Regions from separate parts of the Mus musculus genome. Here all the other regions are linked to region 3. Evidence: chromatin contacts called from public Hi-C and HiChIP or PLAC-seq data. All regions are on one chromosome and are shown on one strand. Each heading gives the region's core, a stretch centred on a gene start, on an enhancer-like site or on the middle of the called end of the contact. The rest is flanking DNA. Distances are from core to core; before and after follow the strand shown. Region 1 has its middle 45 kb from the start of Gm34297. Region 2 overlaps Gm34346 (a long non-coding RNA gene). Region 3 has its middle 64 kb from the start of Gm40750. Region 4 overlaps Atp2b1 (ATPase, Ca++ transporting, plasma membrane 1).

Evidence for each region. A called contact is a pair of places that touch in the nucleus more often than the background predicts. HiChIP or PLAC-seq counts read pairs in DNA pulled down with a chosen protein or histone mark.
Region 1: a contact with region 3 is called in an H3K4me3 HiChIP or PLAC-seq map of bone marrow-derived macrophages, with 5 times the contacts expected there. The contact joins two enhancer-like sites. A contact is called at or near these places in 1 of 39 promoter capture datasets (hippocampal neurons), 13 of 484 Hi-C or Micro-C datasets (Th1 cells, Th2 cells, adipose-derived mesenchymal stem cells and 6 more) and 3 of 115 datasets of contacts at active chromatin or transcription factors (CD8 T cells, bone marrow-derived macrophages and pancreatic cancer cells).
Region 2: a contact with region 3 is called in a Hi-C map of Th2 cells, with 2.0 times the contacts expected there. The contact joins two enhancer-like sites. A contact is called at or near these places in 1 of 15 datasets of contacts at CTCF or cohesin (CD8 T cells), 14 of 484 Hi-C or Micro-C datasets (CD4 T cells, ECoMG-derived neutrophils, Th1 cells and 10 more), 4 of 115 datasets of contacts at active chromatin or transcription factors (CD8 T cells, effector CD8 T cells, microglia and 1 more) and 1 of 9 other capture datasets (liver).
Region 4: a contact with region 3 is called in an H3K27ac HiChIP or PLAC-seq map of microglia, with 5 times the contacts expected there. The contact joins two enhancer-like sites. A contact is called at or near these places in 1 of 484 Hi-C or Micro-C datasets (macrophages) and 4 of 115 datasets of contacts at active chromatin or transcription factors (CD8 T cells, bone marrow-derived dendritic cells, microglia and 1 more).

The regions. Positions count from the first base shown.
Region 1 is chr10:98,489,829-98,495,855 of GRCm38.p6, forward strand. No RefSeq gene overlaps it. Among named protein-coding and RNA genes, the nearest start is that of Gm34297, 45 kb to the right of the region's middle. Within about 2 kb of position 4,738, at least 12 of the 459 cell types and tissues checked have an H3K27ac peak or open chromatin away from gene starts, as enhancers often do. A contact at or near this core is called in bone marrow-derived macrophages, where this site is marked.
Region 2 is chr10:98,874,004-98,879,849 of GRCm38.p6, forward strand. Gm34346 (a long non-coding RNA gene) reads right to left here. Exons shown (of 9, transcript XR_871991.2): 3 at 1,174-1,252; 4 at 147-260. Among named protein-coding and RNA genes, the nearest start is that of Gm34346, 5.8 kb to the right of the region's middle. Within about 2 kb of position 4,093, at least 49 of the 459 cell types and tissues checked have an H3K27ac peak or open chromatin away from gene starts, as enhancers often do. A contact at or near this core is called in CD8 T cells, Th1 cells, Th2 cells and 5 more, where this site is marked.
Region 3 is chr10:98,740,420-98,746,492 of GRCm38.p6, forward strand. No RefSeq gene overlaps it. Among named protein-coding and RNA genes, the nearest start is that of Gm40750, 64 kb to the right of the region's middle. Within about 2 kb of position 3,947, at least 158 of the 459 cell types and tissues checked have an H3K27ac peak or open chromatin away from gene starts, as enhancers often do. A contact at or near this core is called in CD8 T cells, Th1 cells, Th2 cells and 6 more, where this site is marked.
Region 4 is chr10:98,951,665-98,957,744 of GRCm38.p6, forward strand. The region is part of intron 1 of Atp2b1 (ATPase, Ca++ transporting, plasma membrane 1); the gene reads left to right. Among named protein-coding and RNA genes, the nearest start is that of Atp2b1, 40 kb to the left of the region's middle. Within about 2 kb of position 2,842, at least 63 of the 459 cell types and tissues checked have an H3K27ac peak or open chromatin away from gene starts, as enhancers often do. A contact at or near this core is called in CD8 T cells and microglia, where this site is marked.

The DNA of each region.
Region 1 (6,027 bases), core at 3,488-5,987, 250 kb before region 3:
GATTGGAGCTAAGCTCATGTTTTGTTGGGGGGGTAACTTGAAAACTAATGAGAAGTAACAGCCTGTTAGTTTACCTGAGTTCAAACTTAGGTCAGTTTCTCTAGAATAGAATAGAATTTAAAAGATTTGGCCTCTCAATCTATAGCCTTAGCTAACTTTGACTTATTTTCTCCTATGTAATTCACATGTCTATAACGTAAGAGTCTTATAACAATCTCCCTGCCTTTTTTCTTTTACAAATCTTGTTTTCCTTTGAACATAGTGCTAATGAACTGAGCCAATAGTCCCCTTTAGATCATTTTTTTTTAATTTTTGTTCATTTTCCCAATTTCCTATTCCTCTTTGTTTTGGTGTCCTAAAGGCTATGCCTTTTTGAAAATCATCACATCACTGTTTCTACACACACACACACAAACACACACACACACACAGCACACACATACATGCATACTCACATACACATAGTCACATACACACACAAATGCACACACACACACAGCACACACATACACACATACATACATATACATACTCACACACACAACACACACATATATACACACATACTCATATATATACACATACTCACACACACATGTACACACACAAAGCACACACATAAACACATACACACACACACAAAGCACACACATAAACACATACACACACACACAAAGCACACACATAAACACATACACACACACACACACTCACACTTTCCAACTCTCCATCCTTTCTGCCCAGTGTCCTTTTCAATTCCAAGTTCTACAAATTCATTTTAGACTACAAACTAGAAATTTAGATTTATTCTACCAATTAAAGCCTTAACATCTAAAACAAAAAGAAAAAAAGACCATTATTATAAGAAATTATATTCAAAATACAATGCAGAATTTTTTAATAGGAAAACATTCTCTGATTTTCCCATATCAGGCAAAGCCATTTGTTCTATATCATACCACAAAGCCTAGAACAACTACAAGAATTACTTACTTAATGGGATAATTTGGGTAATGTCTGTTAAAAAAAAAGAAAAAGATTTGTAGTTCCTATAAAGTACTAGGTCATAAGGACAAGAAAAGTATCTTTCTTTGGGAAGCAATTTATCTCCTGTACTAGCTAGCAGTCGTGAGAAATAAAATAGGACAATCAAAGACACATAAAGGTACCATCTGCCATTATGATATGCTCAAAAGTAAAACTATGTTGGTTCTTTATGTATTACCTGGTTTTTTTCAAACCCACCGTCAGTGGATGAATACCAAGTGAGATTATCAGCCTCTATATTCATAAGATGGTGTCCTAAGCATACTTCCAAAGAGATGTGCAAATAACATAATATACAAAACAATCCTGTCCATGGGGTGCTGTAAAACAGATTTGAAGAGTCAAACTCTGTTCCAGACATCACAGAATCACTACAGAATCAGGACAACGGTGCACATCCAGATGATCCCATGGGTTATAAATCTAGACATGGACATTCTGCTATTCCTACCTTAACAACGAGAATGATTTCTTCAAGAGATGACTACATCTTCTACTTACTGTCCTTAATGTGCATTTTTTGAGAATATATTTGGATTTTAGTTCCAGCTTGAACAAGCTTGTGACCTTGAACAAACTTGTGACCTTGAGCAGGTTTTAGTCCTTGAACAAGTATTTTTACTTCACCTTCTGTTTCCTTATATGAAAAACCTGAAGGGGGAATACTGATACCTACCTTGGGGCTATTGAGAGGATTGATATGGTAAATGTGGAAGGCGTTCTGAGGATGATTAATCTCTTTTCTAATTAACATATGTTTGATATTTCAAGTTATACCCCAGCCCTACTGGCCAGGGAATCCATTTTTAATATGTCTAGTCTCGAGTGTTTTGTGTTGATTGAGTAGCTGGAGTCTCACAGGCTCTGGTTATCTGTAGCCTGCTTGTCATATCCTACATAAAGTCACAGTAATGATTACTGTAACAATAATAGTAGTTCATTTCCTGATTTCTGTTCCAGTTTACTAGAGGAAAACCTCCAACTACCAAGAGATCACCTTCAAACGGCTCCCTCTCCACTGTAATGCTCTTCTGACAGAAACAGCATTCCTACTGCACTGAAGGCTTTCCTCCTCCTTCCTCCCTCCTCCCTCCTCCCTCCTCTCTCCTCCCTCATCCCTCATCCCTCATCCCTCATCCCTCATCCCTCATCCCTCCATCCCCACCCCCTGCTTTCCTTATATTGGTGAACTGGCTTGCTCTTTTTCTCCCAAAAATCCATCTAGTCCTTATAGGGTCCTTGGCTCTACTATCCCAATCTCAGTTTAGATTCCAATAGAACATCATGCTCACTTTTGAAAATCAGTTTAATCTTGTTGGGTTATGAGGGCTGACATTCCTACTGCCTCCTCAAATGATTCTTCTTTGTATGGACAATGTTCTTGGAGATGAAACAATTTTAGACTACTCACATTCTCTCTCTCTCTCTCTCTCTCTCTCTCTCTCTCTCTCTCTCTCTCTCTCTCTCTCTCTCCTTCCTTCCTCCCTCCCTCACTAATTTTCTAACAATCATTCCCAATCACTGCAAATTTTACATTGGTTATTGCTAGCTTCTATCTTCTCTCTCAATGTTCACAGCCGCCAACTGAAATGAGTCATTAACCTTCTTGCCTGGATTACCGAAAAATTCTAATTTATCTTTTCATCGCTTCTGTTTTCCCTTCTATACAGCAGTTTTCTCATCTACAAAGTTGGGACATGTGACTGACGGTTGCTGCTCTGAGAGACAGAGTCTGGGAAAAGCAAGTTGAACTGACCAAAATTTTTCCTATAAATTTACATGACTGTTTCAATCTATTTTTGGTTAAACCAGTCAACTAGGTCATTTTTTTTCTGGTTCACACTAAAAGCAAGTTGATAGAAGTCAAACAGTACTCCTTTGAAAACCAAAGGTAAGTGTCCTAGTTTTCAATTGTAGAGGTTAGGGAGATGTCCCCTACTGGAGGATCTGCCATAGGGCTACTTTCATCTGAACTAGAACAAAGGTAATTCTGACCTGGAGTCATCCGTGGGTGGTTGTAAGTAGCCTTTGTGGCATAAAAGCTAAGTGGATGGATATTCCTGCATTCACGTCGAAGCTAGACCTTTTATAAGAACAGGGTGGTGTCCAGCTTCTGTCCTCAACACTTAGCATATACGACTTGACACCACGTTGATAACAAATCACGTTTTGATTCAATAGTTGAAAGAATGGACTCTTTTCAATGTGCCATTTCAAAGAACTTATCAATGAAGCTTCTTTCAATATCTGGCCTATCCTCTATCCCTGCCAGGTTTTTATTTTGTCAGACAAGACATTCAAATAGTTATATGACCGATGTACTTTAATTATAAGTACACACAGATATAACACTGGAAAGGGTAATAAACCGAATCTTACCATAGAAGAATGTGTTCCTTCTCAGCTCCTACGGTCCAAAGAGAAAACTTCTAATGCATGAAATAACTTAGAGGGCAGCAAGCAGGCCTCCTCCAGAGACATTCCCAGCCATGTAGGAGGTAACAATGCCTCTTTCCCAGCGTCATGCATGTCATTTTCAAGCATTATTGAATTTTACGGGAAAATAAAACATTATTTCCCAGTTTTGTGATCCTATAAAAAGGCATTTAGTAAGTAAGAACTTTGGAGAGGTCCTCTATACTCGAAGCTCAAATGTCGTGGCTAGAAAAGAGACTGGTTCCCCTAGCCATGACTGAACAATGTGGCTGTTCAGAGAACAGAAGATAATGTGGAGTTACGTGTTTTCTAAAACATGAACAGAGAAATATATTATCACAACCACTATTGCTGTCATTTTTATATATTAGTGACCCTGATTTGAATTACAAAAATAACTAAAAGTTGATAATCTTCCTCAATGTATATTCCCAAAATATGGCTAGCTGCTTAGTAGCATTACAAAGAATGCTAGAAAACCAGAACTCCCTAAATAAATTCTCGGGATGGGCTGCCCTATGCTCCCTGGGTTCTGTGTGTGGATTCTACAGCAACTCAAGAGCACAAAAGGTGTCCAGTATTTTAATGAAGCAAGTGGCAAGATCCAACAAGGCCATTAGCATTACACAGGGGAGACAGCAAGAGAAATGACTTCTTCCTCTAGGATACTGGAAATGTTCAACTATACTTAAGAGAAACCAATGTGACACTTTGCTTTTATTGTTTTTTAAAAAGAGACCTTCAAGTCTTCTCATTAATAGCTAAGTTTATTCGGCTGCTTTCTTCTGTCATTCTTTATACGTACTGGTATTTGTCCCTATGGTTTTTTTGTTTGTTTGTTTGTTTGTTTACTAACTTCATAATTCCACTTTTTAACTTCTATTTCTCATTTTACAACAAGACAACAACAAGAAGAAATCCCTCCTCATCTCGTCTTCTCTTCGAATATTTTTTTATTCACCCTATTTCCGTTATTCTTAATTTCCATGCTTTTCTCCTCTCTTCAATCTACATGACTGTTGGGCGCTTACGAGTTCTTGATAAATCCTCTGCTGTTCATCTCCCTCTCTTTCACAATCCTACCGGTCTGTCCTCCTTTGTAAATTATGTTTATAAAGCATGGGTGGGTGGCCTTAAAACCCTGCAGGAACAATCCGTTACTAGGATATCTGCGAAGGGGGGAAGAAGCCACAGTGAGGAGCATTCTTCCGAAGAGGGGGCAGATGACGGACTAGCATCGCTAGGTGGCAGTATTCCAGACAGGATCCCAACCACAGAGCTGGGTACTGCCTCTCCACCCCAGTTCCTGCCTGTTAATGTCCTATATAGCGATTTTGATTCAGAAATTTACTCGGTTGTCTGCAGCATCTGCATTTGAAATCTAGGGCATGTCACATCATTTCTCAAAAATAACATAACTTAACACTTTTAGGATGTATGGCTGCTGATTTGAGCTCAATTAGAGAGAAAATGGTTTTGTAGATTTGTCTCTTTTTTTTTTCTTTCCATGAAAAGAAACTACAAATTTTAATGGTCTTTATATAGAAATTTTCAGATTAATGAAATTCCAAAGACTAGCACAACATATTGTCTATGGAGTAGACTGTATTAATCAGTGTTTCTTGAAAACATGCCTTTCAAGTCTTGCAAATTTTACAAATATACATATAATATATTATATACATATATATATGGACCTGACCTGGTTTACAATATACTACCTAGGAAACTTTTAACATATTATGAAACCCTGTTCTTCCTTGGTTTCTCCACTTGTAAATGGAGGTATTCGTAACACATTTTTCTGGAAAATATTGTAGTTTAAGTGGGTTAATATGTGTAAAAAATTACAACCATATCTGGCATATGTAGCAACCAGTCTTAGGTTAGCTACTCTGTGTTCAAATGACCTTAAGCTACCTATTTATTCTTAGTATGTGTGTGTGTGTGTGTGTATATAGTGTGTGTGTGTATAGTGTGTGTGTGTGTGTGATTGTGTGTGTGTGTGTACTTGTGTTATGTACATAGGAGCTGTGTACCTTCTTTTACTTGAGTATCATCCACCCAAAGTCAGGCCTCGGGCTTGCACAAAAGACATTTTACAGAATGACCCATATCCTTCAGCCCCAAGATTGCATATTTACCTCTAGATTATGATATAATTACATGATTTCTTCCCTCCTTTTCTTCCTCCAAACCCTCCCACATACTCTCCCTTGCTTTCTTTCAAATTCGTGGTCTCAGTTTTTATTAGTCATTGTTACCGTCGTACTTATATCTATTTTTCAGCACTAGACTGGGTATCTTCAGTGTAAAGGGTTTTTTAAGGATTTAATATTTTTATTTTATGCCCATGCATCAGTGCCTCCATGTGCATATGTGCACCACATGTGTGCTTGGTGCCAGTGAGGCCAGAAAAGGACACCAGATCCCCTAGAGCTGGAGTTACTAGTTGTCGTGAGCTGAGACCCAAACCCAGGCCTTCTGCAAGAGCAATAAGTGTGCTTAACTGCTGAGCTGCCTCTCCAGTCTTCCTATGGTAAA
Region 2 (5,846 bases), core at 2,843-5,342, 130 kb after region 3:
AATATAATAATAAATGCTCTGGTCAACAGAAAATGAAAAGACATCCAGAAACATTAGCAATGCTAATAATAACAAAATTATCAGTCGGGACTTTGATGTTGTGATAGAGTTTGTTCTGAGTTTGGAGTTCAACAATAAAAGCTTACTTTATTTAGAGTAGAAAGTTCGGTAATCATTCTCTGCTGGTTGTGCCTTGGCTTCTCATAGGCTTCATATATCCTTCTTCATATATCTGGCAAGTGTCTATGATCTTGACAGACCTAAAGAACCAGTAAAACAGGAATTCTAGGGGATTATTATCTATTTGGGGTGTAAAAGCTAACAGGGAAAGAATTCATCTCAAGGACAGAGAAAACCAAAGGTTAATCAGAAAGTGGTAGCCACTAACAATTTTACACACACTCAGAAAACTGAGAAAAGGCAAGTTTATTCCCTTAAGTCTCCACGAATCATTGAGAGTTCTGGTCAGCCTCACTATCATTGTCTACTATCTTGGCAACAGTACATACAATGATACTGCAGCCTGTTAGTCATGTTTACCAACAGCATTGGCCAACCAAAAGAGAATGCTACCAGCAATATTATCACCAGTGATTTTATGGATAAGAGTTTGAAAATGTTTAGTGTCATCACCATTAAACAAAAGGGGGGAGGAATGGATGTATATATACCACGTGGTAGTTAAAACTAGTTTGGAGGCATATCTGAAACTAGTCCCCAGTTATTTCAGTGAATATATTAAGATTTTTACAGCCTACAAAGAAGACAAAAGTAAAAACAGACTGGTCCTGTTTGTGGCTATTATTATAAGCTTACTTTTTCTTCTGTTTTGTTTCAGCCCAGAAAAAGACATTCATTCTTTTGAGGTAATCTCTAGGCTAGCCTTGAGCTACAGCCTTTGCTTCATCCTCTCCTGTGCTAGTACTAGAGAGCTATGACAATATGGTTAACTAAAATCTAATACTTTGAAAGAACAATGAAAAGAAATTGTATGCATTTTCAATTATTCTTTACTATTTGTAGCTTTATATTTCCTTTATAGTTGCATTGTGATTACACATATTGAATTTATTTTTACTAAATATCAATAATTTTATTTCAAAAGTCCCTAAGGAGCAATTTGAAAAGCACTAGTAGACAGAATAACAGGAAAAAAGAAAACAAAATACTCACAAGGTGTAAAATGAATCTCTACCCCAAGGAAGCTGAGAAAGGACGGGTACTCCAAGTTCCTGGGCTACAGGGTAAGATCCTGTATTAGAAAAGAAAACTAAAAAGAAAAGAAAAAAAGCCCACTCTACCCCCACCCCCAAATGGACATTGTGGTACAGCTCTGTAATCAGCCCTTGGAAAGTGGAGGCAGGGAGATCAGGAGGAGTTCAAGGTCATCTTCTGCTATGTATGGAGTTCCTGGCCAGCCTAGGGTACAGGTGACCTTTGTGGTGGGGTACAGGGAATATAAAAGAATTGGAACCCCTATCTCTGGCTAACTGGGTACTCAGCTCAGAGAGAGAGGCAGAAATCACTGAACTCTCCCTCTGTGGTATGTGGATCACACAGGTCTATAGGAGGCTCTGGCTATAGATGTAAAAATCCTCAGAGCCTACCTTATTTGCTATCAGCTATGCCAATCCTGTTCAACACCAACTCTGTCTTGACACCCTAGTGTTGAATCATAAAACTTCATTATGTTTAAACAATAACGGGTTTTTTGTTTTTGTTTTTTGGGTTTTTTTTTTTTTGTTGTTTTGGTGGGTTTTTTGTTTTTTGTTTTTTGTGGTTTTTTTGTTTGTTTGTTTGTTTTGGTTTTTTGGTTTTTTAGTTTTTTGTGGTTTTTTTTGTTTTGTTTTTTGTTTTTTTTGTTTTTTTTTGTTTTTTTTTTGTTTTTTTTGTTTTTTTTTTTGTTTTTTTTTTTTTTTTTTTTTTTTTTTTTGAGACAGGGTTTCTCTGTATAGCCTGGCTGTCCTGGAACTCACTTTGTAGACCAGGCTGGCCTTGAACTCAGAAATCCACCTGCCTCTGCCTCCCGAGTGATGGGATTAAAGGTGTGCACCACTACGCCTGGCAACAATAGTGGTTTTTAATGTTTTATCTGAATATATCCATGTTTCAAAGATAAAAATCTAGGCATGGAAAAACTCTTCAGTGACAAATTTTGGCAGTTTTGTTGTTATTGTGTGTTTGTTATTGTTCTGTTTTATTTGGAGACTCAAGAAGTTTTGTTGTTTTGCTTTGTTTGTTTTTTGTTCGTTTGTTTGTTTATTTTGTCTCTTTCTTTTTTGGTGCTGGAAATGGAACACAAGGCATTGCACACACTAAGCAAGAGTTCTACCACTAGGTTGCATCCCCAGCTCTTTAAAATAAAACTAGAAAAAACTTTCTTGAGGCAGATTCTCTTATATTTTTAGTTGTGAACCTAGCCTTTAATGGCTGAGCCATCTCTCCAGCCCGAAGCAGATTGTCAATATACAGCCAGATTATCCTTATACCCAAGGTCTTTCTGCCTCAGCCTCCTGAATGCCAAAATTAGACATGTACCACTGAGCTCTTGTTTTAACTTCAAAACACTAAGTAAATTCTCAAAACTTATAATCAAAACATCTGAATCATAAATCCATTAAACATTTTGGATATAATAAAATAGTAAATTTTCAATTCTAAATGTTATTTTTCAGCATAAAATAAAATGTCATTTTAAAACTAAAATTCATTTTAATTACTCTTAAAATTACATTCATATTAGACAACCACATATTTAGTTTTTACTTATATATTTACCACATGCTATCATATTTAATGTTGAAAATAAGATTTTACTAACAGCTGGACTTTTATTATTTTAAAGTTGAAACCACCTTTAAAAATCATTTGATGTAAGCCTTAACATCCAGCATAGAGTCACTAAATTTTAATTTCAGAAGTGACCTCTATGGAGCATAAGGGTCACTGTTTTCAAGATGTTTTGCTATTTAAATACATGCTTCATGTTGCGTTAGTTTAATACATAGAAGAAATAATGTTTACAGGCAATTAGGATTATAAAACTCCTGGTTAATATTAAGTAGGTTTTAGAAGGATCTTCAAACCTCACCTACCCTGTGTGATATACTCTATGTCAAGCCGCGGAAGGATTGTAGGGATTAAACTAGTGTCCTTTACCCGGAAAAACAAGGCAGACACAGGGTCAAGTACATCTCTGAGAAAGGGCTCATCTCCTTCCTAACCCTTGAAACACTCTGACAAGCAATGCTGTGGAATGTACTGAGGGAGACCGTCTCCTATCCTTCCGCACCACTTTATTCTCTAAACTTTGTGCAAAGAGTTGAATTGAAAGTTTATCAGATCACAAAACGACACCTTTCAATGTAAAAACTATATCATATTCTATAGCATTATTATAATTTTGGGTTATAAATTATTTAGACAGAACTGTTAAGAGTACATTTGGAGGTTGTAGGATTTTTTTTAAAAAGACTATTTTGTAAATACACTGCACTGGGTGTGGGGAGGGGGAACTATTTCTTTAAATAATAAAGTGAGTGGCCAGAGATGTCTCAACAGGCAAAGATGCCACCAAACCTGACCAACTGACCATGATCTTCTGATGTCCATACATACACACATATACTGACTCTCTCTATCTCTCTCTGTGTCTGTTTGTCTGCCTGTCTGTTTCTCTCTCTCTCTTCTCTCTCTCTCTCTCTCTCTCTCTCTCTCTCTCTCTCTCTCTCTGTGTGTGTGTGTATCATTGCCAGGGTTCACTTTTTAAATTTTATTTCTTTTTCACATTTATTGGTGTGTGTGTGTGTGTGAGAGAGAGAGAGAGAGCATATGTTGTTATTTGTTTATTTGGGTTTTTTGTTTTTCATAGGGTCTTATCTTGTAGCTCAGGCTAGCCTGGAACTTTTTATGTAATCCTGGGTTGACCTCAAATTTGCAATCATCTTGCCTCTGCCTCCCCAGTTCTGGTTTACAGGGTGTTCCACTACGCCCAGTTGTTTGTCATCGTTACCATAGAAACTAGATGACTGGCGAGTTAAGTAGACACCTTCTCAGAGGTCCTCACCCTAATTTCCATACCCTGGCAGCATGACTTTTGTACATAACATGTATCTGCTGAGCATCAACAACTGCCTATGTGAAACCAGAGTTCAGATATGTGGTTAGACACTACCAGGAAAGAGAGAGAGAGAGAGAGAGAGAGAGAGAGAGAGAGAGAGAGCTTTCCATTTTTCAGCTTTAGTAAAAGAATGTATGTAGCTGGCAGAACAATGCTTTTTTTTTTTAAAAAAAAACAGGGTACAGCTGGGATGCTGACAATTACTGGAGAAAAATACTGTGATAACTCTTAAAATATATTATTTTTTTCCAAAACTATGTATTTTCTGATGTGAAGAGCTGAGCTGGGACCATATATGTCATAACTAAAAGTTACTTCCTAAAAAGAAAAAAAAAAAAAAAGAAAATCAAAGTGAAAAACTGCTTCCAACTTCCTCAAGTCCTTGTTCTACCAAGAAAAGCCAGCAGGACAATTGTGCCAGAAGAAAACAATGTTAAGAACTGGTCGATTAGAAGAGATAGATGAAAGAGTAAAAAACTTGGAGAAAATTTTTAAACATACATTTAGTGCCTTTGATGAAAGATCAGGGAATGAGAGGGGAGGGAAAGGGAGCAAAAAGGAGAGAAAACGGTGCTAAAGAGGTTGTGTTGGTTTAATCCTTTTGTTCTTCCCCTAAAAACACTTTTAAAAACAGAAAGAAAGAAAAGCTAAGCTATGGAAACTGTCTCCACCCAAAGTGACAGAATTGAAACTCACTGTCACCAGAGTAGCAGATTTGCTTCACCATTACATGCCCTGCCTAGCACTGGTGGACCCTGGCATCACCTGAGCCATTCCTTCACCTGCATCTAACTCCATAGTTGGCTTCCTGCATCTTTTACAACTGCAGAGTCCCAGGGGTGTAAGATCCTGGCACAACAGAAACAAGGAGAGATAATGGGGATTTGGCACCCACCGCTGAAGTAACAAATCCAGGTAAAGATCCTCCCTGGATGCTGATGTTTTAGGCTCAGAAACACTCCACAAAACACATTAACCTAAGATGAGAAAGTGTGGTCCCACAATGAAGAATCTTGAACTTCTCGCCTTGATGAAGTTAAATGTTCAGTCCCTCAACACAGGACCATAACCTGACATTCACCTGTGTGCTATTACTGCCCAAAACACTGAAAAGACTTTAACCTAAATCTAATTCTGAAGAAGCAATCAAACAAACAGAATTTAGGACTCTCTCTATGACAAGTGACCCGGACTTTTCAAAAACAGTATCCTTTTTCAAAATGGAAAATAGCTCTATTCAAAGAGATGGAAGATACTGTACTCAAATATCACACAGTATTCTAGATCAGTACCTTCAAAGTATAAAATAGCTAAAAATGATATTAGGTGCCAGTCCCACATTTTAAATATAGATAGCATATGAGATAACAGGTTTTTAAATTATTATTAGTTATCTTGTATATGAGATTTGTTTTGTAGGATAGTAGTCTAATTCTTAAAAGATGTAGGTTAAGTATGCTTGGGCATGACAGAATGCCTGTAAGTTACTTTCAAACAGGCCATTAAAAAAAAGTGTGTGTGTGTGTGTGTGTGTGTGTGTGTGTGTGTGTGTGCGCGCGTAAGATATAAATCAAATATGGCAAAATAACAATGGGTGGAATACATAAAAGAAATTTATGTGTTTTGGTATACTATTATACATTTTTAAAGTTTTAAAATGTTGAAAATAAAAAGTTGGGTGACAAAGAGCTGTTGGGAAGCTCTTGCCCTGTAAGTCAGAGATCTT
Region 3 (6,073 bases), core at 2,697-5,196:
CTCTTTTCTCTCCCTATCTAGAAGCCATATGGAAGGGCATACATTGCCTTCCAGCTGATCCAACAGCCACCAAAAGGAACCTTCTGGGCTCTGGAGAACAACCTGAGAGGATGAAGAAGCATGAGGAGCCCAATAGATGGGGGATCTTGCGAGTTCATAAAGAGATTTTAATGACTAATGGACGTTTAAACTCTCTATCTAGGCACAAGCCAAGGACTTGCAATCATGTATCTGATAGTTGGTGTCTTTTAGATAAGACCCTTTGGAGGGAGAGTCTCTTAAACTGCTGCATCTAACACCCCAAATTCAACTATAAGAAGTCAGGCCAATCAGCACCCCAATCTCATAATGACAGTTGGGCTTACGTCTTCGGAAGGAGAAGGAGTGATAAGAACAGGAGGTAAAAAACTGGCTAGGGAGTTTAGGGTAAAGAAAAATATCCACTTTCTTTCTTAACCAAAAGCTGGAAATGTCTCATCGGTCCCAAGGCAGCTTCACCCTTGCCAGAGGCAAAAGATACCAAAAAGCATTGGGCAGCTCTGATCTCTGATCTAGTTCCTAACCGTATTTTGAAGTTACTTCTTTGGGGAGGCAGAATGTTAAGGCAGCAATGAAAACCTGTTTAGAGAAATTTCTGGTGCTCAAGAGAAGATAAGCCCCTGGGTGCTGGCCTAATATTACAACGGGGCCAGGTCAATCTCCTGGTCAAAGGACCATGCCTAAAAGGTTGGCTCACCTTAAATCATGCAGATGAAATAGCCAGGCTCATTAATTCTTTGTCCTAAATCAACTACCACAGGTATTCCTTCCCTCTTGAACCTGCTTACTAGAAGAGGGGACAGAAAAAGAGAGCCCAGAACTTAGTGAGTTTAAAGAAAAGAATGTTTAAAAACAAGAAGGATTTATAAGAAATATTTAATATATTTCTGTGTTTTCTATTAAATACTATAAAACTTGCATTCCTGATAAGGAATTCAAATCTTTGTATCTTCCCATAAGTACCTTGAAAGACTTTTATACAAATATTTTAATCTCCCACACATGCAAAACCTTAGTTTACAGAAAAAGACCCCCTGCAACTTTCCAGGAACAACGATCCCTGCCCCCTTCCTCCTTCATTTCCGGTGTGACTGTTGACTAAGGGTTGGACCCCAGCCAATGGGAAGGACACAGTCACTATCTGGGTTAGAACAAAAGCCAAGTGTATTATTTGCCTTTCTCCGTGTGTTCGATCTTCCAAGCACACACTCTTGATTAAGAGTAAAGCTTGCCCTATCTACACACACACACACACACACACACACACACACACACAAATAGCTGTTCACCCCTTTTGTAACAAGTGTCAAGATCGGGAGTTCACATGAAGGAGGAGTGTTTGTTTATGAGAGTGTTTGTTTGCCGGACAGGATTTCACCTTGTAGCCTAAAATGGCTACTCACTCCTCCTGCCCCAGCTTCAAACCTGTTGAGATAACAGGCATTTGCCACCACATTTAGCTTGCAATGAGGGCTTTCATTAAAACAACACAATTTACTGGTGATAGATTTCCCTTGGTGAAATGAGCCAATTTAAGCCAGATTAGATTATATTAAAGGCAGGTTTACTGGAAAGCTGTTCTTCGATGGCCCCAAGGATTGAGGCCAGGAAAGTCACCATGAGGAGATGGCAGTGAGAGAAAGAATGGGAGAGTGCGCAGAGAGAGAATGGAGGGGGAGGAGGGAGAGGAGGAGGAAGGGAGTGGGAGAGAGAGAGAGAGAGAGAGAGAGAGAGAGAGAGAGAGAGAGAGAGAGAGAGAGAGAGAGAGAGAGGAGAGAGAGACCTCTGGGGAAAGGGCAGCCCAGCCCCAAGGCTGGAACGTTCAAGGTTGGGGGCGCAGGGAATGCCAGGAAGGGACTGAGGGATGCTGGAAGAACCTGGAAGCCAGGTCTGTTTTGATATATAAAATGTTCTCCGGCTCCAAAACTAAACAATTGGCATTATAGATGGTTTCCCTCTAAAGGATGGTATGAGGAGTTCCTAGCTGAAGATTACAAACCCAGGCGGTAGAGAAATGGATACTTCTTTGAAGTATTTAAACTGAGTTTTTAAGAGGGACTCGGGTCTCACCCAGGAAACAGGTATAGAGAAAAAAAAAAAAAAGAGGGGCTAAATGTTCAATCTGTCAACACCAGAACATCTGTGAACAACTTCAGACCAGAAATTGAGCCACTGGTATTTGATCACTGGCCTGAAGAAACCCCTTTGTCTGTGAGGGGCTATAAGCATATACCATGCACCTCCTAGCGTTCTTGAAAGCATTTCGTGAAGTCAGCGTGTTGCTTCCTAAGACAGACAGAAGATGGAGGACCGATACAATTCAAGGTTTCCGAAAGATTCTCATTAAGTGCTTGGCCTTGTACTCCGTTCTGTATGCCAAGATGGACGATGCTGACTGCCACCGGGGTTAAAGCCTCGACTTTATCTCCCGACCTTGACTCTGTCCTGACTCCGGCTACTTCCGTGTCAAGCTGTCCACCACAGTCAAAGCCCCCCAGGAGCTGGCATCCGACCGAGGCTGTTGGCAAGTGCATTTTCGACTGGCTGTTGAAGCTGGTGAGCCACAGAGTCATCTCGGGAGGAGAGTGAGGTGGCATTCGCAAACGCACAAATGAGTAATGTGAGCCTGCCGAGCCTTCTGCTCCTAAAAAACAGATTTCTGTGACAGAATTAGATAAAGACCTATTTCAAACTTGCATAACTCAGCATTATGCTATGCAAATCTTCATGCTTTTAATTTCCTGCTAAATTTCATGGTCCAAAAAAATCAACAGATGCTGAAGAAAATTATATTTATGTAAAAGAGCTTCTAATTCAATATGAAAATAATAAAAGAGTGAAGCTTTCTCGTGCAACTCAAAAAGAAGAATCTGGGCAGAATGTTGAAGTCCAAGAGCTTCCCCTAGGGTGTCCTGGCATAATACAGTGACCAGATGAAACCAATACAACCCTGTCTCACACACACACACACACACACACACACACACACACACACGTGTCCTCTCTCTCTCTCTCTCTCTCTCTTCTTCTTCTTCTTCTTCTTCTTCTTCTTCTTCTTCTTCTTCTTCTTCTTCTTCTTTTTCTTCTTCTTCTTCTTCTTCTTCCTGACACTTCTTCACAACTTTTTAATAGCATATTTTTCAAGTTATCTGAGTATTCTGGGGCCTTTTGAGGATATAGCTCCTAGTCTCTACTCATTCCAAAAATTAAGGAAAACAAAAAACAAACAAACAAACAAAAAACCAAACAAACAAAAAACCACACACGTGGGTGTGTGAGTGTATGGATTTGTATTTCAGAAACACGGGTAACTCTTTGTTAGCCAGACATCTTACACATTTGTGTCGTCAGGCTTAATGGTTCTGAATTTTAAAATGTGACCTTCTACCCCAAAATTTAGTAGCTTATAATAGCCACAATTATTCCTTTGCTACTAATGATATCAAACATTGATTGGCCTCAGCTAAGCAGTACTTAGCTCCGTGTCCCTGACTTGAATGTGTATTCTCCCAGTGGCCAGGCTGGAGTAAACTCCAAAGTGGTGCATGCTCACTTGGCGGAAGCTTACCCAGGGCTGGCTGACTGAAGCACCCAAGTCCTCCTTTATGTGGTCTTTCCATATCATTCCGGTTTCTCACAGGATTTATTATCTTGTGGCCCTATCACAGCAGCCTCAGTGTAATAATAAATTTGCAGGTGTCATTACACGGCATTACTTCTCCTGCCTGAACATTTTACAGAACAAACTCTGGTTCCACAGCACAGCAAGGTTGCCTCTTCTCCATAAGTCTTCACCCTACCCAAATCTTTCACACTACCCGAATCTTTCCTATCGGTAGAGGAAGCACAACTGAAGGTTTTATTGTTAGGGAAGTAATCTCACTGCTGTTTATAAAGTGCCTTCTCTCAGTTGACGCGGTCTCAATGGTAACCAGAGAAACTGACTCATGACTTCCGGCTTCTCCTCAAGGCAGGAACTGAGTGAGACATTTTTTCAAATTACTCAAGTCAGATCGGATTTCAAGGAGGCCTGTCACTCCTTGGGGTCATTTAAAAGGTGAGGGGCCATTATAGGCTTGAAAATTCCTGTGGTTTATAACCCTGTTTGGGATTTACCTTGAACTCTATAAATGTGAAAAATAACCCAAATAGGTTTCCAAGCAGACCACTTAGGTATAATTGTTAGGTACGTGGGAACTCTACTCACTGCTTTTGTCTAGGAAGTACTCCTTAAAAAGTTGATCCAAAAAAAAAAAAAAAAAATCACCATTCGTTCGTTTCACACTTCAGCTCTTTTAACTTTCAAACCCAGGACCAGAGTTGCAGGTGCCTTATTAACATATCAAAGAGAATCTGGCAAGGTTCCCCCAGCATCCCTCAGTCCCTACCAGTTACAGAGGATGGCCCGCTTACCCAGGCAGCCATGCTGACCTCTCCAGCCCAGTGGCTGGGCTGTCCTTCCCTCCCAGAGGCTCTTCCCTATATAATCCAGACATTTCAGTTTCTTGCCCCTTTTTGTACCTTTGGCCTCTGGGCTGCAGCATCCGGTTGCTCCGTGTCTCTCTTCCCCTCTTCCTCACCCTACAAGGTTCAGGATACCGACCACTCTGGGCTCTCCTGGTGTATTTCTGTCTCTGGCTATTCCTCTCTTTTATCCACAGTAAATATTGTCCTCCACCATACCTAGGAACAATCATGTCTTTTCCTTTCCCCCCTTTCCCCCCTTTCCCCCCCCCCCCACACCCCCCTTTAACTAGTGCGGAATAAAGCCGCAAAGTCCTAACCGTGTAAGCTGTAGTTTAACAGGGGTTGAGGGGAAAACCTGCAACAGGACACTGGCTTAGCATGTGTGAGGTCCTACATTAGGTCCCTAGCACTGCAAAACTAATAAATAGACAAAGTGATTTTTAAAAAGCAATGAAAGATTCCATTTCCATTGTAGAAGTTGGGCTTTGCTTTCTCCACACACTAAACTGGGCTGGAGGAAGCAGAAACTTGCATGTGGTCAGGTTGCAAGCCTACCCTGTTCTTTACCAAGGGCTCTGGAAGAATGTAGACAGATAAATGCTGTTCCTTTCTTGTTACAGAGATTAAAAAACCAAAGTCTTCTCTCAGATGCCTCCTCTTGATCTTACCCTTCTCCCCTCAGTAAAGGCAGGACGTGAGATGACTCAGTGACACTTCCTGTCAGTTCTGACAACCCAAGTTCTAAGAAGTGAGTCCTTAGACACACACACACACAAACACAATCATACACACACCTCAACCGATCAGTCAATCAATCAACACATCAATTTGATCAAAAAGACCTTTTTTTTTTAATGTCTAGAAGCAACCAGATGTGGAAGCACACACCTACAATCGCCACAGAAGAAAGGGAATGCCCTAAATTCCAGTCCAAAGAGAAAAAAGAAAAAAAAAATCAGGAAACAAAATGAACACATACTACACGCCACACACTGTACTAGAAGGCTTTGCTTGCTGGGTTTTGTTGCTGTCATTCTTCTTGTTTCTAGATTCGTTTCTGTCCTTTCTGCTCTGCTTTTTTTTTTTTTTTCCTCTTAAACCCATACCTCTTCATTTAGTCATTACTAGACACAGTTTAGATGCCACAGGCATGTCTTTAAGTTCTTGTTTCCTTTCATGAGGTAAGTTGTGAGGCTAGTGATCGATTATAGCGTCACCAATGTTTTGCCTCTGAAAAGAATCTCACATATTACTTGTTAGGGCTGCTGTCCTTGGTTCTCAAGTACAGTAGCTAGGTGTCCTTGCCAGACACAGAACACATATTATATTTCGGCTCCTAACAGCTTGGTGTGATATTGAATTTGCAAAAGATGGTAATGAAACGCTGAATAATTGTACTTGAACCTGTGTTAGACATCTCGTCACCAAATATCCACACAAAATGCCATTTGACCATGATCTGGAGATGCTGCTGACTGCAAGCATTTTACAAGCTAATTTTGGATGAATGTACTACTTTAGCAAATTTTCAGTTTCCAAAAATAGGAATCCTACCCAGAACAAAATG
Region 4 (6,080 bases), core at 1,592-4,091, 210 kb after region 3:
TTAAGGGCCAGGATAGCCTAGCCGAAAATCTTGTTCCTCTGATGTTCATTCTTACACTCAGATTGGAAGAAGGAAGAGGTAACAGATGATGGTGGCCACGTGTCTCATCTTGGGAGGGAGAGGACGAGCTGTCCCTGAGAGGATCTCTCTCACAGGATGGGAATAATCATATCCTGTTGTAGATTTACCTCGTAATGAGTCACACTTGGAGTCGCCGAAGCTCAGTGTCCTGACAGCGATCATGAGCTGGATATAAAAATCAGAATGCCATTTAACTGATTTATGGTATTTAAAGTACATTTGTCTGTGTGTGTGGTAGATGAGTGTGACTGTACACACTTTTTTGACTGTATGGAGTGGAGGCCAGGTGTCAGCACTGGGTGTCTCCTCTGTCACTTTTCACGCATTGTTTGAGACAGGGTTGCTCACTGAACCAAGAGCTCGCTCCGTCAGCTGGACTGACTGGCCAGCAGACATCTGAGATCCTCCCAGCCCTGTCCTTCAGTGGTGGGCAATTTGAAAGGGAGGTTTACAGATGGGGCCTCCACTCCTCGCTTTCACATGGCGCAGAGAACCCAGGTCCTCTCAATTCCACTTGAGGGATTTTTTTTTTAAAGGTCAATGTCAGAAACTCTCCAATCCTGCCTATGCACAGACAGGTTACACAGACAAGAGTAAAAAGTTACTAAAGAGCATGTTGGATATATGTATATATATCATATCGGGATTTGTAGATCATGTTGTACCTTTGTCTTAGTCAGGGTTTCTATTCCTGCACAAACATCATGACCAAGAAGCAAGTTGGGGAGGAAAGGGTTTATTCAGCTTACAATTCCATTCTGCTGTTTATCACCAAGGAAGTCAGGACTGGAACTCAAGCAGGTCAGAAAGCAGAAGCCGATGCAGAGGCCATGGAGGGATGTTCTTTATTGGCTTGCCTCTCCTGGCTTGCTCAGCCTGCTCTCTTTTAAAACCCAAGACTACCAGCCCAGAGATGGTCCCACCCACAAGGGGCCTTTCACCCTTGATCACTAATTGAGAAAATGCCTTAGAGTTGGATCTCATGGAGGCATTTCCTCAACTGAAGCTCCTTTCTCTGTGATAACCCCAGCTGTGTCAAGTTGACACAAAACTAACCAGTACAATTGACCCCTTGTCAACTTGACACACAAAAACATCACTAGTAAGCCTCAACCCTTACAATCTTATTCATTCCCATTCTAAATAACTTTAAAAGTCCCACAGTCTTTACATATTCTTAAATTTTCAATCTCTTTAAAATATCCATCTCTTTTAAAATCTAAAGTCTTTTTTACAATTAAAAGTCTCTTAACTGTGGGCTCCACTAAAACAGTTTCTTCCTTCAAGAGGGAAAATATCAGGGCACAGTCACAATCAAAAGCAAAAGTCAATCTCCAACCATCCAATGTCTGGGATCCAACTCACGATCTTCTGGGTTCCTCCAAGGGCTTGGGTCACTTCTCCAGCCATGCCCTTTGTAGCACACGCATCATCCTCTAGGCTCCAGATGCCTGTACTCCACTACTGCTGCTGCTCTTGGTGGTCATCTCATGGTACTGGCATCTCCAAAACACTACATGACCCCTTCAGTCCTGGGCCATCAATTGCAACTGAGGCTGCACTTTCACCAATGGCCTTCCATGGCCTCTCACAGTGCCAAGCCTCAGCTGCTCTGCTCAACTCCTTCATGCCTTCAAAACCAGTACCACCTGGGTGACCCTTACACATTACCAAGTCCAGCCACAGCACAATGTACAACTTTGGCTATATCTGGAACACAGCCACTGTGCTCTCAGAAAACACTTCCCAGAAGATGTCACCTCAATGATGCTGGTCTCTTCTTAATCACCGCTAATTTCTTAGCTCCAGCTAACCAGCATCAATAGTCCCAGTAATGCAAAGTTTTTGCTTTAGTAGTTCTGGTATCTTGTTAATCACAGCTGATTCTTCAGCCCCAGCTAACCAGAACTACAGAATCTTCACAATCAAAACAGGAATGGCCCTGAAAAGAGTCTTTAATTTTCCCTCTGAAATTTCACAAACCAGACCTCCATCTTCTGCAGTGTTCTCAACATTATCTTCCAAGCTCCTACACAACATCCGACAGAGCTCTTAACAATGGATGGATCTTCAAGCCCAAAGTTCCAAAGTCCTTCCACAGTCCTCTCCAAAACATGGTCAGGTTGTCACAGGAATACCCCACTCTGCTGGTACCAATTTGTCTTAGTCAGGGTTTCTATTCCTGCACAAACATCATGACCAAGAAGCAAGTTGGGGAGGAAAGGGTTTATTCAGCTTACAATTCCATTCTGCTGTTTATCACCAAGGAAGTCAGGACTGGAACTCAAGCAGGTCAGAAAGCAGAAGCCGATGCAGAGGCCATGGAGGGATGTTCTTTATTGGCTTGCCTCTCCTGGCTTGCTCAGCCTGCTCTCTTTTAAAACCCAAGACTACCAGCCCAGAGATGGTCCCACCCACAAGGGGCCTTTCACCCTTGATCACTAATTGAGAAAATGCCTTAGAGTTGGATCTCATGGAGGCATTTCCTCAACTGAAGCTCCTTTCTCTGTGATAACCCCAGCTGTGTCAAGTTGACACAAAACTAACCAGTACAACCTTGTTCATGGGGATTGGGAGGATTAGCTAGCATGAGCCATACATTGTGTGTAACAGAAAACGACTTAGAACAGTACCTGCCCAGGTGTGCGCTTTAATTCTGGTAACTACTGCTAGTGACTCACTTCCTTCCATCTGTGACACACAGACTACTAAACCTCACAGTGTGCTTCTATCACTTTACGCTGAATGTGGTTTACACGAAGCCTGGGTTTTCCTCCTCAAGCCTACTCAGTCTTTGCTTGCTTTGCTCTGGATGACCAGCCTGTTTCTCCCTGTGGAATGCATCCCCCGTTGAGTTACCCTGATTTATTCAGTGTATCTAGTAATCATAGATCTGGAGACCCGGGCTCTATTTTATTCTTTTGAGGGCTTTTGCTCAAAGTGATCTTCCTGTTCCCCTCCATGTGCTGGGGAACTGTTGCTGTTTGACTGATTTTCGTCTATAGAAATGGCACTGGCATTCGGCTGACCTAATGCAAGGGTTCTGCTTTTTACTTCCTCCTAGATGTTTCCATCAAGACAAGGTCAGTGAAGTCTCAAGTTTTTTCCTCTCTTCCCTAGAAAGACCTGGACTTTGGGTTTTGGATACTTGGTTTTCTGTGTTCAGATTCTAAGACGGTTCTTCTGAAGGCCGGATGTCTCATTGTACTGTGCCGTTTCCCTTTCCTTGTTCAGACTGGCGTGAAGCATACACTCTTGGTTGGTTCGTAAGCGTATTGAAGATGTTACTCAGTGCTTACATTATTAAAGTGGCCAAAGGACATACGATCAGGACATTGATGTCATTGCACTTGGCATCTTTACATAAACTGTTGGTGGATTAAAAAAAAATCAGGGTCCCAAGCAGTTAATAAAAGCAGCATTTTGACTTTGTGTTGTGCACATTACATTTGGAACATTAGGGAAGTGTGCTTACTATTTAATTTTTAATATATTTATCTTTCATTTATTATTTAAAATATAACCTGGAAGCTAACTGCCCATTTCTTCCTAATTGCTGGTTTTTGTCTCTTTACAGTATTTGGTTATAATTGTTGGGTACATATGTTTCTGTGTTTTCCTCCCTAAATATTATGCAGCAAGGAGTTTTCCAGGTTTTGTCTTAGTTTTCTTTAATGTTTTTTTTCAAGAATCTTAAATATTTAATAATTTAAATATCTGATTTTAACCACAGGAAGAAAACTTTTCTCCCCTCTTTAGGTGACCATTTGATATTCTTTCAAATATGAGCCAACCTAGTTTGGGAATTAGCTGTTATAAAATTCTTCAGCTTTTTGAAAATTTTAAATTTCATCTGGAGTCACTGTATGAAAGGACATCAAATACCTTCAAATACCAAAATTAACACATTTGTCTGTTTAATAGATGTATACTATGCACCCTCCACGATACAGTGTTAATATTAAGTGTATAGTAGAATCTAGTTAAAATATTTTGTTGCTAGTCAAAATCATCACCATAGCTTGAGTTGTCTGAGTGCTCGTTCTGTATCAGTGCTGGCTCTAACAGCAAGCTAAGTCCAGAGAGTTAAAATGAACAACTTGCTCACGTTTTAAAAATTAGGATGGTGAGACAGTATTTGTCAAGGTCACTCTGCTAGTTCAAGAAAATGTGACATGGGCTATGTGATTCCTGTTCTGATTAACTGGTGGGTCACGTGGCCTTGGAAGTGATGAAGGAACCCTGGCTTCTGTGAAGCACAGTCTGCCTTGCTAGCCCCCAATGAGCCTTCCTTCCTAAAGGACCATGCTGTCTTTATTGGTGTGGCCACGTGTGCTCCAGTTCAGTTTAATTACCCTGTGTTGAGCAGTTTTTATGGACAAAGGGCTGTTGCTGGAGTAGTCACTAGGAGATGCAGAAATGAATGACTCTCCTGCCTTCAGGCATCCTTGGGGTTTAACAAGGAAGGATGCAGTCTGCATAGAACAGAGGCCTTGAAAGACCATGGGAACACATCAGTGGATTGTTCCCATGCTTTCAGGCCAGAGGAAAGGGGCAATGCAGAGAAGAAGCCCATTAGTGGAAAAGGAATAGGTCAGCTTTCACTAGGGCGCATGCACCAGTGTGGCAGTTGGGGCCCTCTGCTAGCGCGTGGGTCTGTTGGAGATCTCTGGGGGACTCATGAGCTAGATAAAGGCTTCCCAGTTTCCATCACTGTCCTCCAAGAACTCTTCATCTTCCTCATTCATGCATTTCACATTCTGTAATGCTAAGAAGGGAAATTAAACTTGTTTCTGGTCTTCTCAGAAGATGGCACAAATATCTTTAGTTTTATAAAGTGATTTCACTTGTCTTTATTAATAGCAGAAAGAAAGAGTCAACAAATTAGAAGATTACTTGTTTCCTCATTGGCTCTATATTGACCTTCAGTTTCAGTTATTTTCTTTATGTTAATGTAAATGTGTGTGGGGGCTGGGGAGGGGGGAGTGTGCACATGCTTGCAGACCAGAGGCTCTGAGATCCCTGGGACCAGAGTTGCAGGCAGTTTCAGGTGGCCTATGTGCATCCTAGGAACTGAGCGCTGGTCCCCCCTGGAACACCTGCTACAGCTCTTAACTATTGAGCTATCTCCCAGCCCTTCCCTTCTCCTTTATGTGACTGCTGCTGCTATTATTTTAGCATTCTGTCATGGAGGCGGAGGTTGTACTTTAGGAGAGAAGATTAGTTTCTGTAAAATTCTTTGGAGATAGAAATAATGCTTTTATCACGAGACCAGCTGTTTCTTGTGCCACCTCCTTGTTGCCATGCTCCCGATGGCATCAGAGTGTCATGACTTTTCATCTTAACCACCCTGTACTCCTGGTCCTGGTGAGGGCTATTCTAGACAGTGAAGCCGGAAATTGTTCTTAAAGCCCCATACTCGTTGATACTTAGTTGTTTGTTCGCCATTTCCTTTGTGAGTCCTTGGGTCGTGTTTGTTTGTCCTTGCTTGTACACTTGTCTTTTTCCTTTGTAGACTGTGAACAGCCCTTAAGTTGCATTGAGGACAGATGTTTCTAGTAGGTGTGGTAGAAGGAGATGAAACTGGATAAGCTTGTGGGTTAAGAATCCAGGAGATGGATGCTTCCTAAAGGAAGAGAAAGAAAGAAAGAGTCTTTCATAGGGTAGAATGTATGTGACTATTGGACAGAGCCGTGGACAAGTTTTTTTTTTTTTTGGTTTTTGGTTTTTTTTTTCAGATGTCTTTGGGACTGATAGAAACTTTAGGAAGAAATGGTTTAGATGAGACAGGGTTAAGTATAATAATGGTGATTTCACTTGAAGTACTGCAGAATATTTAAATGATAACGTGGGTCCGCAGCTGTAACCTGGAGCAAGAAAGCAAGGTAGCAGATGGAGGCCATGTTGTTCTATGAGTTGCCAAGAGAGTCCGGCAAATACATGCAGTGATGCCCTCATTGAGGATGCTGTAAAGATTTAAAAAGCCAGTGAATTTGGTT